Linked DNA regions of Mus musculus: region 1 is linked to region 2. The links are chromatin contacts, called in public HiChIP or PLAC-seq maps. All regions are on one chromosome and are shown on one strand. The core of a region is the stretch at or near the end of the contact, and the rest is flanking DNA. Distances in the headings are between cores, read along the strand shown. Region 1 has its middle 63 kb from the start of Gm29676. Region 2 has its middle 32 kb from the start of Cd83.

Region 1 (7,323 bases), core at 4,329-6,828, 570 kb before region 2:
ATCCTTCCAACTGCAGCTACTTGGCGCTGTGTCCCCACAACCGTCAAAGCTGTGCCTATGGGGTGACATCTAGCTTCCCTGACTTAAGCACCCGGGGAAGTGGCAGCAAGAGTTGGTAAGCTTCTGTTCTTTCTTCCCTGGCTGTGTATTTGTGACACCTACTCTCTTTTGTACTTTCTTCTCCTCTCAAACCTTTGAGCATTTTATTTGTCATGCATGTGTGTGTGTGAGTGAGAGAGAGAGTGTGTGTGTGTGTGTCCATGCTATGGTGCACATGTAGAGGTCAAAGCACAACTTGCAGGACTCTGTTCTCTCCTTCTACAGTATGTGTCTTAAAAATGGAACTCAAGTTGCCAGGCCCGCTACCTGCTGGGCTACCTTTTTGTACCCAATCCCCTACCTCATTTTTAAAAAGTAAATCTAAAACCAACAGCAGGAAATCATAGTCTTCGAGAAGCTGCAGAAGAGAAATGGTGTCTTTTCAATGAATGTCAGTCTCCTGGAAGAAGGGTGCTCCGATCTCTTGTTGATGAGGGGTGATTCAGGCAGAGCTAACCTGAGGGCAGGAAGGAATCCATCCCAGGTTTCTGGGTTATCAGTGTAACTGATCTCAACTGTGTATCAAGCTGCCAGCTATGCGTTTTTCAAATGAAGTAAAAAACAAAACAAAACAAGATAAAACAAAACAAAACAAAACAAAACAAAACAACACCTGAAGTCTTAAGCTACATATGAGGGAATCTTTGTGTCCCTTCTTCACATTCATGGTGTCCATTTACTGTGCTAAAATGTTCTTCTAGGTGGCAAAGGGCTGCTCAATGGTCATTCTTTTTAAAGGTAAACATTATTCTTGTTCGCTCATATGGAGTGATCTTCCCACTTCTGTGGTGTGGGCTTTCCCTGTGTTATTTCTCATTGTATGACCTGGATGGAGAGGGACAGAGAGGGCAAGTGACCTTGACTCCAGTATAAAGCTGACAGAGCTAGGACAGGGAGTCAGGGCTCCAGGTGAGTGAGTCTGCATCAACAGCCACAGCCTGGCCTGAGAGAGTTTTCTCTGTGAGGATATTTATTCTCCTCAGGCCTAAAAGTTGTCCTGAATACCAGAAGTACAAAGTGAGACTACAGTGTGAGTAGTTCTCTCTCTGTCTCTCTCTCTCTGTCTCTTTGTCTCTGTCTCTGTCTCTGTCTCTCTCTGTATGTGTGTGTACACACACATGTGCGTGCACACGTCTGTGTGCTTGGTATCTCAGTCTTGCAAAAGCTTACCCCTGTTATAGAAAGGATTTAGATGGGAGCATTTACTTCTCTGCCCCCATGTTTATGATGGAGATGTGTTTGCACTGAATAGGTTCCTGGGCTAGCCCTATTCTTACTTCACTGGGCAAAGAGGAACCTCAGTCAGTGTGGGAGAAGCAACTGAGCGTGGATGCATGGCTCTCCTTCTCAGCTTTGTTTGGGAACAGCTTGGAAAACTAAAGCATTTGCTGCCCCTACAGGTCTTAAGTTTTAAAAAGCAGATGCCCATGTAGCCAAGTGTCCTGTCTGCTACTCCTACCTGACAGCAGCCGGATGACTTAGTGCCATAATATTAGGAAAGCTAAAGTCTCAGACTCATACTTTCCAACAAAGACATTGTAAATTTTAATAAAGGTGACATTTCCTACTCTCTCTGTTTGACTCCTGGCCTTTTATTTGGTCTAGAACTTAGGCAGAGGAGTCCTGATAACTGGTTGCTTTGAAACCTCAGTATCAGGGAAGGAGCCTCCAATAGTCGCCTGGTTCATTAGTAATTCTTCTCATCACTGTGAGAAAAGCCCTGGCAGAAGCAGCTTAAGAATTTATTATGGCTCATGGTTCGACAGGACACAGTCCCTTTTGGTGGGGAAGTCGTGGCAGCCCAGGCAGCCGATCATGTTGCATGTATAGCCAGGGAGCAAAGAGAGATGGTTACTGGTGTTCGTGATTTCGCCTGTCTTCCTTCACTCTCAGACTGAATTCCCAGCCTGTTCACATTCAGAGTGAGTCCTCTCTCCTCCATTACACCTTTCTGGAAACATCTGTATGGACATGCCTAGCGATATGTTTCCTGGGTGAATCTACATCTTGTTAAGCTGGCAGTGAAGATGAACCATCTCAGATGTCCTGGATCAAGACTCACGTTAGTGAACAACCAAGGCATCTGGGAAAGTGGTTGAAATGGGAACACAGGTGAGCTGACTCAGGATGCTCACTGTGCGAGTGTCCCATCTACAGTTTGATGGCTAAAGGAAGCTCCAAACTACTATGGGCTTAGGGAAGGGCATTTCCAATAAGCCATCTTCTCTTCGAGTGCCAGTAAAAATAATCGTGGGACAAATAGGTTTCTTGCTAAGGTTCCTTGGTGTTTCCACAAATTCCAAGTTTGAATAACCGTATAATCGTCTGCAAGAACGCTGCTTTGTGTTCTGAAACTCAGATTAACAGCTGATCCTCCAAATGAAAGCAATTTGTCCTCCAAATTAAAGCATCCAAAATGCTCTGTCCCTTGATCTCAGGATTTGGATTATTAGCCTTCATTTAGCTTATCAAAGCCTTGGCCATTGTGATGTGGTTCTTGTTTGTTTTTTGTTTTTTGTTTTTTTTTTTTTTTGGTCTGAAATTCCCAAGATGTAAAGCTTGTTAAGTAAGATCATGCTCTCCACGCCTTTCTCTATACTGCCCCTGAGTCATATAGAGAGTATACTTTTGGTGGTATGGAAATAAATAAAAGACCAATAGAAAAAAGCAGGACCAAAGGGTTTTTAGCCAGCCCTCATGCTAGCAATGGAGTCATAGGTGATACTTGTGTTTTGAGAGCAACTTCAAGGGGAGTGGAAGGCTTCAGGTTCATTTCCATAGAGCGTGGGGAAGCTGAGAGGCATCAACTGGAGGCGTGGGATCCAATGTGATTGGCTAAAGTGCATATTTGGCCTTCTCGGGTTTGTTCCATATTGGGGTTTGAGGCAAAGAGTAGAGAAGCTGTCTTTTGTTATTCAGGGTTAGCTATTTTGAGCCCGTTATTGTGGAGGTATGATTTGGCTTCCTGGATTGTTGATGAAGATAATGGTCTGACGTCTTACAGGTTTGACTTATGGTGGTGGACTGACTTCCTGGGCTGGTTAACATCCAGTAATGGGTTGGCTTCCTGAAGTGGTCATAGTTTTGTTTTACGTACAGCCCATCCATAATCCATTTGTATACTGGCTTTCTTAGCATCAGCAAACACTGAGCTGTAATTGTGGTCTATGCCTGCAGGAAAATTGCCATGGGTTGCAGGCTAGCCTGGGATACATATAATCAGCTCCAGGATATCCTGGGCTGTGTTGTGAGAGCCTGTTTGAAAAGTAAAAACAATAGTGAAAACACACAAAACAAAACCTAATTGGTAGCTTAATTGACTGACAGCTTTAATGGATTATAGTCTTATCTGACAGTCTTTCTTTTTTTTTAAGATTTATTTATTTATTATATGTAAGTACACGATAGCTGTCTTCAGACATTACAGAAAAAGAAACCAGGTCTTGTTACAGATGGTTGTGAGCCACCATGCAGTTGCTGGGATTTGACCTCAGGATCTTTGGAAGAGCAGTCGATGCTCTTTACCACCGAACCATCATTCCAGCCCCTGACAGTCTTTCTTTTACTTTCTGCAAAATTATTTATTCAAGAAACATTTTCCATTTCATTTTTTTATAACAAGATCCTAGAATAGCACAAGGAAGAAGCGAAAGTATGTTTCCACCTCTTTCAGGTTTTTAAAAAATGTTTTTACTATGATGTTTTACTGCATGGATGTCTGTGTATCACATGCATGCTTGGTGCTCCCAGAGGTCAGAAGAAGGCATTGTATCCCCTGATACTGGAGCTAAAGATGGTGTGAGCCATCTTGTGGGTGCTGGGAATCAAACCCAAGTTCTCTGGAGGAGCAGCCAGTGCCCTTAACTACTGAGCCATCTCTCCAGTGCTGTTCCCGTTCTTGGTCATTGCCTTGGAATCTAAAACATTGGTGACAATGGAATTCTAGTTATCGAGTCTAAAATCACTTGAGTTCAAGTCCCAGCAAAAGATGAAGGTCTGGAGCTGTGTCCAGGTCACAGCCACCAGTGCTAAGACCTCAGAGAGGGGAAAATGGACAATCTCTGGCATCTTCAACTTGTGGCATCTTTGTGTCTAATGTGGAGGAGAGGGAAAGAAGAAAAGTAAAAGTCTGCATGTTTTTGAAATATTGGAACTGTGCTCAAGAGGGGACTATTATGAAGAGTTATCAGTTTAGAAGCTGTGGAGCAGAGGACCATGGGGTTCAAAGCTTGTTTGTGACTGGGAACCACAGTATGGGTACTTGCTTTTGCAAAGTACAGTAGGCTGGAGGAGCAACGCTTCTTCTCCCCGACTTCCAAAGGCTTGACCTCTTGAAGCAAAGGGAGAGAATCCTTTGCCTTTCCCCAGACTTTGGTGTTTTCAGATTGTGATGGCCAGTTCTTTATTGACAACTTGATTAGATTTAAGAGTGTCCACAGCATAAGAGAGGCACACCCTTGTTGTTGTCTATGAGGTTATTTCCAAAGATTATTAACTGATCAGGGAAGACCTACCCTGAAGGGCTGGTGCATGCATGTGTGTGTGTGTGTGTGTGTGTGTGTGTGTGTGTGTGCATGCACATGCGTGTGTAAGTATATGTGTATGCCAGACTGAATATAAGATGAAGAAGGAGGAAGCAATTTGAGGACCAGCATTTACGTTTCTCTGCCCCCTGACTGGAGAGGCCATGCCGATCAGTTGTCTCCCACGTTCCCCCTTCCATCCATGGCTCCAGCATTATGAACCAGCTGTATCTTCTAAAACCATAAGTCAAAATAAATCCTTTCTCCCATAGGCTCCTTTTGTTAGCTAAAGTAATGGATGCACTGGCATTCCTTGGGTTGTAGATGCATCTTTCCAATGTCTATCTCCATGGTTCTCTTCCTGGTGTCCTTCTCTCTCTCTCTCTCTGCTTTTTTCCAGTCATATCGGATGTTGGCTCTTCCCTGATCAAATAGAGCCTTATCTTAACCGATTACATGTGCAATGGCTTCCTTTCTAATTGAGTCACATTTGTAGGAACTGGGGCTTAAGACTTCAATGCAGCTTTTGTTTGGGGGTGGGGGGTGGGGGTGCAATTCAGTCCATGACCCATGATGTCACCCGGACCCTCATCCCCCACATGGAGGTCTGTAATCAAGGGCTTCTGGATTCACTCACGTCCCAATCACAGCCAACACATGGCCCATGAGTAAACAGGGCTCCACGGGAGAACCCTGGTGACTCACAGTGCCACTATCAGTCAGCATGAAGGGTAATTAGCAAGGGATTGTCATCTAGAATAAAGCCACCCGGTTCCTCTGTAAAAATGTGTCAGAGGGTATTTAGAACCATCATGGTCAGCCCACTGCTACACACTGCAAATTACACACGTCTTTTTGGTGTGTGTGTATGCGTCTTATTCATAGTTCTTCCTGTGCTCCATTTGCGAGGGCGGTTGCTCACCCACTCTCATTTCAGCACCGGCCTTGCGTGCTTCAAAAGCTCCCGATGTCCCGAACACCCATACATCTTCCTGTCACCCTGGTTAGTCATCTGCTATCACTTTTCTTTCGTTTTGCTCACGTAAGAAGTCATGTTTTTGCTCAGGAGAAAGTGCCATGAGAAAACGTTCGTTCTGATCATTTGGCGACTCATTCCACTCCTTTCTGATGTTTGTAGATGTGAGAGGGAAATCCCTTTTGAGAAGAACCTTAATGAAGGTCCCAGGGGAGGTGGGGTGAAGGAGTGCAGTCAGAAAGTGCTCACACCATCCTGCCGCATTTAGCCATCAACCAGGGAGTACGTATGGCTCCAGCTGCAAATGTAGCAGACGATGGCCTTGTCAGGCATCAAGGGGAGGAGAGGTCCCTGGTCCTATGAAGGCTGGATAGATGCCCCAGTATAGGGGAATGGAGGGCAGGGAGGTGGGAGTGGGTGGGTGAGTGGAGAAACACCCCCATAGAAGCAGAGGGAGGGAGGATGGGAGAGGGGGTTTACAGGAAGGGAGGGGAAACTGGGAAAGGGGATAACATTTGAAATGTAAATTAAAAAAATCCAATAATTTCTTTTCTAGAGAAGGATATCATGGTTCTAATGCCCCCTGGGATCACAGAAGCTGGTCTCCTTCTAAGAGAATGCTTTTTAGTGACATCACTGTCCTCCCCGCTTCTGCTGGCGTTGTTCTGCATAAACCACAACAAGTCAGACATCAGATGAGCATTCGGCTCTATTCCTTTATGAATCCAGGCCTCAGACTGAGTCTGTTATAGCTGAAATGAAGCTGAGTTTATTCAGTTGAGTACCAAGTCCCTCCAAGGAGTGGGAGGGGTAAGTTACATCCCTTTAAAAACTCTTTGTTGGAGTGCTAACTTCTGGCACCTCAGAAGGCGACACTGCTTAAAATGAGGGCATATGGGTGATCCATCCCTAAGTCAGTCTAGTATCCATATAGAAAGAGATTAGGGCATAGACCTGTGTCAAAAGAAGATAACTTGATGATTTGGGGGAAAGATTGTCATATACAAACCAAGGAGAGATTCCAGGGATGCCTTGTCAATTCCTTGATCTTGGACTGGATTCCAAAGCTATGAGGAATATATTTTTTTTAAACATTAAGCCTCGTAGCTTGTGATATTCACTACTGCAATGCTAACTGTTGCATGCAGAGCGAGGAGGGTTGAAAGTAGCCTTTTGAAAGATGCCATACTTCCTGTTTTTAGCTTCTTTTCTCATTGTTGTAAGGAAAAAAAAAACACCTAAAGAACAGCATAAAGGTGGAAAAGATGTGTTATGACTGTTGGTTTCAGAAGTTTTGGTCCCATGTGATTGGGCAGAATATCCTGGTGTCCAGAGCAAGTGGCAAAGGACAGCAGCTTCAATCCGATAAGGCAGGAAGCAGAGAAGGCAACACTATGTTTGACCGTAAAGATGAACCATCATACTTACCCATGCCCCCTCCAAGTCACATCCTCCCCAGTGAGCAAGCACACCAGACCATCCTACCTACCCACCCTTCCTCACCCGCAGTGAGTATGAGTACCAGGCAATCATACCTACCCATGCCCCGCCCAACTCCACCCCCAGTGAGCATGCGCAGTAGGCCATCAACGTTTTAAAAACTCTTGGTCCAGTCCTAGCTTTTACGATACCATGCTGTGTTTTAGGGAGAAAAGATGAAAGACGCTAACCTACTACTTCCTTTCATGAATGCAGTTTAGTCGGAATGCCAACAGTGGTGTCAAC
Region 2 (6,718 bases), core at 2,344-4,843:
TTCAATTTCCTTACACCTCTGCATCTCTAACACAATATCCACTCGAGAAGAGAGAATCGAGAGGACTCAATGGACACTTTAAGAAGAAAAAAAAACTGTCTCAAATACCTAATAAAAAATGGAAAAAAAAAAAACTGTCTCAAACCAAGACAACTTAGAATCCAGGTTTCTCTTGCTAGGGGAGAGAAGACACCAGTGGCCTTACCCAGCTCTGGACCCTGCATGCTACAGCACCAGTCTGCCAGGCAAGATCTGCCACTGGTCCAATAATGGCACAACTGCTATGGGTATCTGCCTGCTCTGGTCGGATCTGAAACCTGCTCCACAGGCTGGGGGTTTGGGGAAAGCTCACTAGCCAGTGAAGTCAGACCCTCGGGCAAAATGTGCTATTGTTATTTTGCTAAATGCTCATCTTGTAAAATTGCCCTCTAAACCCTTATGCTTATACCCAGAGCCCCAGACTGCTGTCAACCTTCGTCAGGGAAGCTTCCTTTCGCAACAGCAGACATCAACGCAGCGATGCAGAGCTGGTCCAGGTGCTGAGAATACACGGCTGTACTCAGCACTAACTGGGACATGTGTATCAATTCCCCCAAGCCAACCATGGCTCAGAGAGCATCACAGAAGTAGAGAGGAAGGCAAAGGGTCAGAAGATGGGGAGAAGGGCTATGGAATACCACCTCCTGAACATGAGGGGGCTACCACACTCATGAACCCACCTCTTGGACATGATGTGTGTGTGTGTGTGTGTGTGTGTGTGTTCACATACATATTAAGTAAATCTTACACACACAGAGAGAACTGGCCAAGGACTCAGGCAGCCTACCTATGCTTGAACGGCGTACTCTTTCAGAGCCCATCAGTGCCTGCATCACAGTAGGCAGCCTCACGTTACGGAATGCTTATGGAAATTAGAATTTGGACCAAACGGCTGGGGACGTTCATTACTTTCTCATTCATGGAATTTTCAATGGACAGTTATAAAAATAAGTCCATCACATTCACATCAATGCTGTCGACTTACATTTAATGTAAGTGCCCTAAGTCTCACACGTTGTTTAGTTTCATGATCGCATCTTAGGAGAAGTTTGCTTTCCAATAACTGACATAATTATTTATCTGTGCGCGCGCGCATGCATGTGCACACACACACACATATACACACACACATATTTCAGATGGGTTATATCAACATTATCTACTATAAACATGACTCACAAAAATCAATAATACAATTTTAAATCTGTTTATAGTTGCTTGACCCTTTAAGTTGTAGCCTCTAGGGATAAGTGTTTGATTTACAGTGCTCTGAAATCCATGATAACAATCACTTCCCATGTGGTTGGCCTGTCTACACAACTCCTAAAAAGTTCATTTATTTTACTTTGCTTCCCATTTCTTTTCAGTCCCACTGCCCTCCCCCCCCCCCAAAGAAAACAAACTTTTCTATCTTTAGAGAATTATCTGAAATAATTTTGGTTTACTTTCATTTTGTTATCAGACAAGGCATTTCTACAGGTCCGAAGTCAAAGCAACAAAATGAAAACTCCCAGCATCTGTCTTCCATCACTGCCTCTCCCGCCTGCCCCTCCCTCCCTGTAAGAAGCCATTTTACTGTTGTTCTCCTCCACTGTGTGTGTGTGTGTGTGTGTGTGTGTGTGTGTGTGTGTGTGTGTATGTGTTGTTCCCCCTTCCTTATCTATTTAGTGTGTTACCATGAAACCTTCCCTTTTTATTTAATATATCCCAGAGATGACTATACAGAAAACTGAGATTAAAGGTACTGCCTTCAATAGCAACATCATCACCAAGCAAAAACTTATTTCCCCATCACCACAGCTCCAAAGTCAATAGGAAGATGGACTGCCCCATCAATGTCAGAGGTTTATCATAAGCAAAGAAACAAACCTCCAGACCAAGTGGCATTGAGCATCTTCCTAAAGGCTTCTGAGCTTTCCAATGGGCTGTGTGGTGACTATCTGAACTCTGAAAATATTAGTAGCAATACGTGTGAATCCCTGATTGGTACCAGAGTGTGCAGGATCTATGGGAAAGTGCTTTAGAGAGAGGCAGCAGAGAGCAGGATTCATGAAGGGGGCCAGCCTGGTCTCATAGTGAATTCTAGGCCACTCAGGGTTACATGGAGGTCCTGTCTCAAAACAAACACCAAAAACCAAACCAAAACCAAAAAGCCCCTTAGTTCTTGCATAATTCTCATGAGCTGTGACTGTGTTCTGAACTTGTTTTGTGGTACAGAATAAGGAGACTTTAGCCAGAGAGTAGCTGCTTTTCCGACAGAGCTCCATTTGTACCTTTGATTAATTTATGTCACCCTTGGTCCTTAATCAACAGTCAACCAACAATTCGAGCCGGATCCCCGAAGGAATGTCTGTTGCCGTCGCTGGCAATCCATTATGTGATTTAAATTGCAGCGTAGGAACTGTGGGGGAAGTGGAGCACAGAGCTCATTTATAAATTAGACCTTGACTTTTCCTCCAGCCATTCCTTATAACTGGGTCATCCCTCGAGTCAGAAGCCATTTTCTTTTGAAGCATTCACCCTATAACCTTTTACACGATGAGAGATGAAGTCATCAAACAGTATTTTTTTTTTGAATGGGCACATATCAAGACAAGCATGCACATGTGTTTATGGATGTGTGTGCATGCATTTCCGTATCTTTTCTCAGTTTTTTGAGCCTGGAGGTTCTCAAACTCATCTACACACGAGACTCTACACACGAGAGGAAAGAAAATTTAAAGATGGATGTCCAGGTTGCATTTCTGACCAATGAAATGAGACTTTCCTGGGGGAAAGTGAGCATTTTTTTCTGACTCCATCTTGATTGACTCAGCTGTTTAAGTAGACCTAAGAATTTATTTAAGGAGGGAAGATGCATACAGGAAGTGGTGATATGAACTAAAGCTGTATGATGAAACCCTATCCCCAGTATCCCCAGCGTCCCCAGCACCCCCAGCACCCCCAGCACCCCCAGCATCCCCAGTATCCCCCAGCACCCCCAGCATGCCCAGTAACCCTTCCATAGGAGAGGAACCCTGGAGAACAGCATCAAGAATGTTCAATGGCTGGGTGTTGTGGCCCATGCCTTTAATCCCAGCATTCAGGAGGCAGAGGTAGATATATCTCTGTGAGTTCTAGTCTGGTCCACATAGTGAGTTACAGACCAGCCAAAGCTGCATAGGGAGACCTTGTCTCACAAATAAAACAAAACAAACAAACATAAACCACACCAATAACAACCACAAAGATAAAAACCCTCCCTAGGCTAGTTGATCTTTCTTGGAGACTTGGTTGTCACATCCTGAGAATAATACAAGTCTGTCCACTTAAGACCTTAAGGCCTGGTTCTCTCTGTGTGTGGTCATGTCACATTGGATTATTTTTGCCTTAAGCCATATCAGAGCAAGTGTCCAGTGAACAATAACCTAACGTAATAAGTAACCCTGCAACCTAACTGGGGAGAATGCTCTTGTATGAGTCCTGGGGCCTCAGCCCAGCATAGACTGGAGGCTGCCAAACCATGTCCAGATGTGGCACACAGTCAGACGATTTCTGTACACTGTTTCCTTCCTCTGCACATAAGCACAGCCTGCACAGCCTGTGGGTCGTCGCATTTTGAAACCACTTTTCAGTTTGAGTGGGACCAGGTTCGTGAACTTTTTTTCTTCTTCTTTCTATTTGACTAACCTCTGTTAAAGTTCTCTTGTCTACGATTTTTCCTTTAACGGCTGACTTACCCTGTTGATCTTCCTCGACCTTCATCTTCATTCTCCTACAAGACAGTTTGGGAGAGTTCATAACCAAGAAACCATGGAGACACCTCCCAATTGGAGGTCATTGTTAACATCCCAGGGAAGACCCAGAGGATCCACATTAGCCCATGTTGTTATGTCATGACAGTGGAAGAGGTCTCAAGGATGCCCCTCCTTCTGAAGCAAAGAAGATGTGGGGATTTTTTTTTAGGATTACAGGTGTGAATCACTACACCCAGTGGTGCGTGGTTTGTGAATTTTATTTTGTATATTTTTATTTTTTTATTTTGTGTGTGTCTGTCAGTCTGTGTGTAAAGGTGTTCCTGCCGTAGGACGAATAGGAGGTCACTTGCAGTAGGCTGTGCTTTCAATGTGTTTGAGGGTTCCATGTGTCAATCTCAGGTCCTCGGGCTGGGTGACAAGTGCTGCTACAGGCTAAAGCAACAACAGCCCCGAGCAGTGTGTTTTGCCCTGTTATTACAGCACATGGCTTAGAAGTAGGAACCAGGGTTTCTGGAGAGATGGCTCAGTGGTTAAGAGCACTGACTGTTCTTCCAGAGGTCCTGAGTTCAATTCCCAGCAACCACATGGTGGCTCACAACCATCTGTAATGGGATCTGATGCCCTCTTCTGGTGTGCATGAAAATAGTGTACAGTATCCTCACATGCATAAAATAAATAAATTTTTAAAAAAAGAAGTAGATCTTGTCTGTTACGTACTTATAGAGACAGTGGCACAGATCCAAGACAACACACTATTTCCTTGCTGAATGAATGAACCCTGAGAATTGTTACCACCATTTTCACAGACTTTAACCCATGCTGGGAATGATTTTGAGTAACTAGACCTTTCAGTAGCCTACACAGATGATGGCCATCTTTTTTGTATAGCCGAAGAGAGAGAAGAACAAGGTGTTCAATAGCTCCTCTTGGGTCACCCATTTACCAATTGACTGATGCACTTTTTGGTTAGCTGTGGAATCAATCCTAATTTGGGCTCAGCAAGACTAGAAATGAATACAGCCCACTTCTAGCCAAAGAAAAAGAGTTCAGCCAAGGCATAATTTTTGGAGTTGGTGCTGAGTTAAGAAATGCACGTGGAAGGATGCTTTTCTGTCTCCTGTGCCCATGCTCGCTCACAACAGAACCCATATGTGGCAAAATCTACCCTTAAAAATAATTCAGTTTGGAGGTTTGGAGGGGGCGGTACATTTGAAGTTTTGCTATTAACACCATTATTTAACTACAGAACACCTACACCACACCCTAAAGAAACCCCACAGCCAATCACAGTTATGTTCCACTCCCTTCCCCCGGCAACCAGTTCTATTTACAGAAATAGATTGATACTGTATGGGGCAGACAAGCCCTCCTTCTGTCTTCTCTAAATGCCTCATAGGTCTCCTGCTCTTTCTCAGGTCACTTTGTCACAGTGTGATCAAACACTCTGACTATGGACTAACTTGAAATATTTCCGTGGAATACGCTCAAGGAGAGCGAATCTTCTGCTTGCTCTCCTAGACCAGAATTTTAGCGTCCAACCTCAAGTCCAAAGTTGAAACTGAGCCAAGAAAAGCAAGGGCTCTGAATCGCTGGTGGTGGAATCCCCAGGCAGGACTCCGGGAGTGGAGTTGGGAATGCCTGCCTTAGCTAAAGGGCAGGCTGGAAGTTATCCTAGAGACAAGAGGATGATGCCCGTCTTGGGCTATCTTCAAATGTGTGGGCTCAAGCAGTCCTCTTGCTTCAGCCTTCCAAGTAAAGTAGCTGGGACTTCAGACAGGTACCCCTGCGCCCATACTGGTACCTCTTCCCTGTGTGTGCTAGGGACTGAATCTAGAACCTCACTCACTCCAAGAGCTCTCCACCACCGAGTTATAGCCCCGGGCTGCCTTCCTGCCTACCTGCCTCCCTTCCTTCCTTCCTCCCTCCCTTTGAGTCTCAATGTCCATGTAGTGGCTCACAAGAGAAGTCTGTAACTCCAGTTGCTGGGGATCTGACTCCCTCTTCTGGCCTCCATGCATACATGTGGTGTGCACTTAGATGTGGGCATGTATGTCTGATAAAAATTCTCATGAATATGATGGAGGTCCTTAAAGAGAAAATGAATGAATCCCTTAAAGAAATATGAGAAAACACAGCAAACAGTGTAAGGAAATAAATAAAACCATTCAAGACCTGAAAGTTGAAATAGAATCATTTTTTTTAATTAAAAAAAGAAATCACTGAAGGAATTCTCTAGGGATTCTAACAGGAACTACAGAGGCTAGCTTCACCGACAGAATATAAGAGATAGAAGACAGAATGTCAGGCATTGAAGATAGAAGAAATGGATACTTTGGTCAAAGAATATGTTAAATTAAAAAAAAAAAAAACCCTGACACAAAGCATCCAGGAAATCTGGAACACTGTGAAAAGATCAAACCTAAGAATGATAGGAACAAAGGAAGAGGAGGAAACCCAGGGCAGAGGAACAGGGAATATTCTCAGCAAAACCATAGAGAAAAATTTCCCAACCTAAAGAAGGAGAGCCTATCAGGGTCCCAGAAGCATCCAGAACACAATAGACTGGACCAGGAAAGACATTCCCACCCAGTAATTATAATAATATCACATAGCGATCAAAACATTCAATGTACAGAGAAAGGAAAGAAATTAAAATCTGTGAAAGGAAAAGGTCAAGTAACATATAAAGGCAGACAGATTAGAAGTATACCTGGCTTCTCAACAGAGACTCTAAAAGCCAGAAGGGACTGAACAGGTGGGCTGCAGACTCCAGAAGATCACTAATGCCAGTCCAGACCACTGTACCCAACAAAATTTTCAATCACCATAGATGAAGAAAATAAGATATTCCATGGTAAAGTCAAATTTAACAATCTCTATCTACATATCCAGCCCTACAGAAGATGCTAGAAGGAAAATTCCAACCTAAGGAGATTAACTAC

What was found. HiChIP or PLAC-seq counts read pairs in DNA pulled down with a chosen protein or histone mark.
Region 1: a BATF HiChIP or PLAC-seq map of CD8 T cells shows a contact between it and region 2, with 6 read pairs. The contact joins two enhancer-like sites. A contact is called at or near these places in 2 of 484 Hi-C or Micro-C datasets (B cells and myocytes), 1 of 115 datasets of contacts at active chromatin or transcription factors (CD8 T cells) and 1 of 9 other capture datasets (embryonic stem cells).

The regions. Positions count from the first base shown.
Region 1 is chr13:44,319,491-44,326,813 of GRCm38.p6, reverse strand. No RefSeq gene overlaps it. Among named protein-coding and RNA genes, the nearest start is that of Gm29676, 63 kb to the right of the region's middle. Within about 2 kb of position 5,578, at least 27 of the 459 cell types and tissues checked have an H3K27ac peak or open chromatin away from gene starts, as enhancers often do. A contact at or near this core is called in CD8 T cells, where this site is marked.
Region 2 is chr13:43,749,541-43,756,258 of GRCm38.p6, reverse strand. No RefSeq gene overlaps it. Among named protein-coding and RNA genes, the nearest start is that of Cd83, 32 kb to the left of the region's middle. Within about 2 kb of position 3,593, at least 15 of the 459 cell types and tissues checked have an H3K27ac peak or open chromatin away from gene starts, as enhancers often do. A contact at or near this core is called in CD8 T cells, where this site is marked.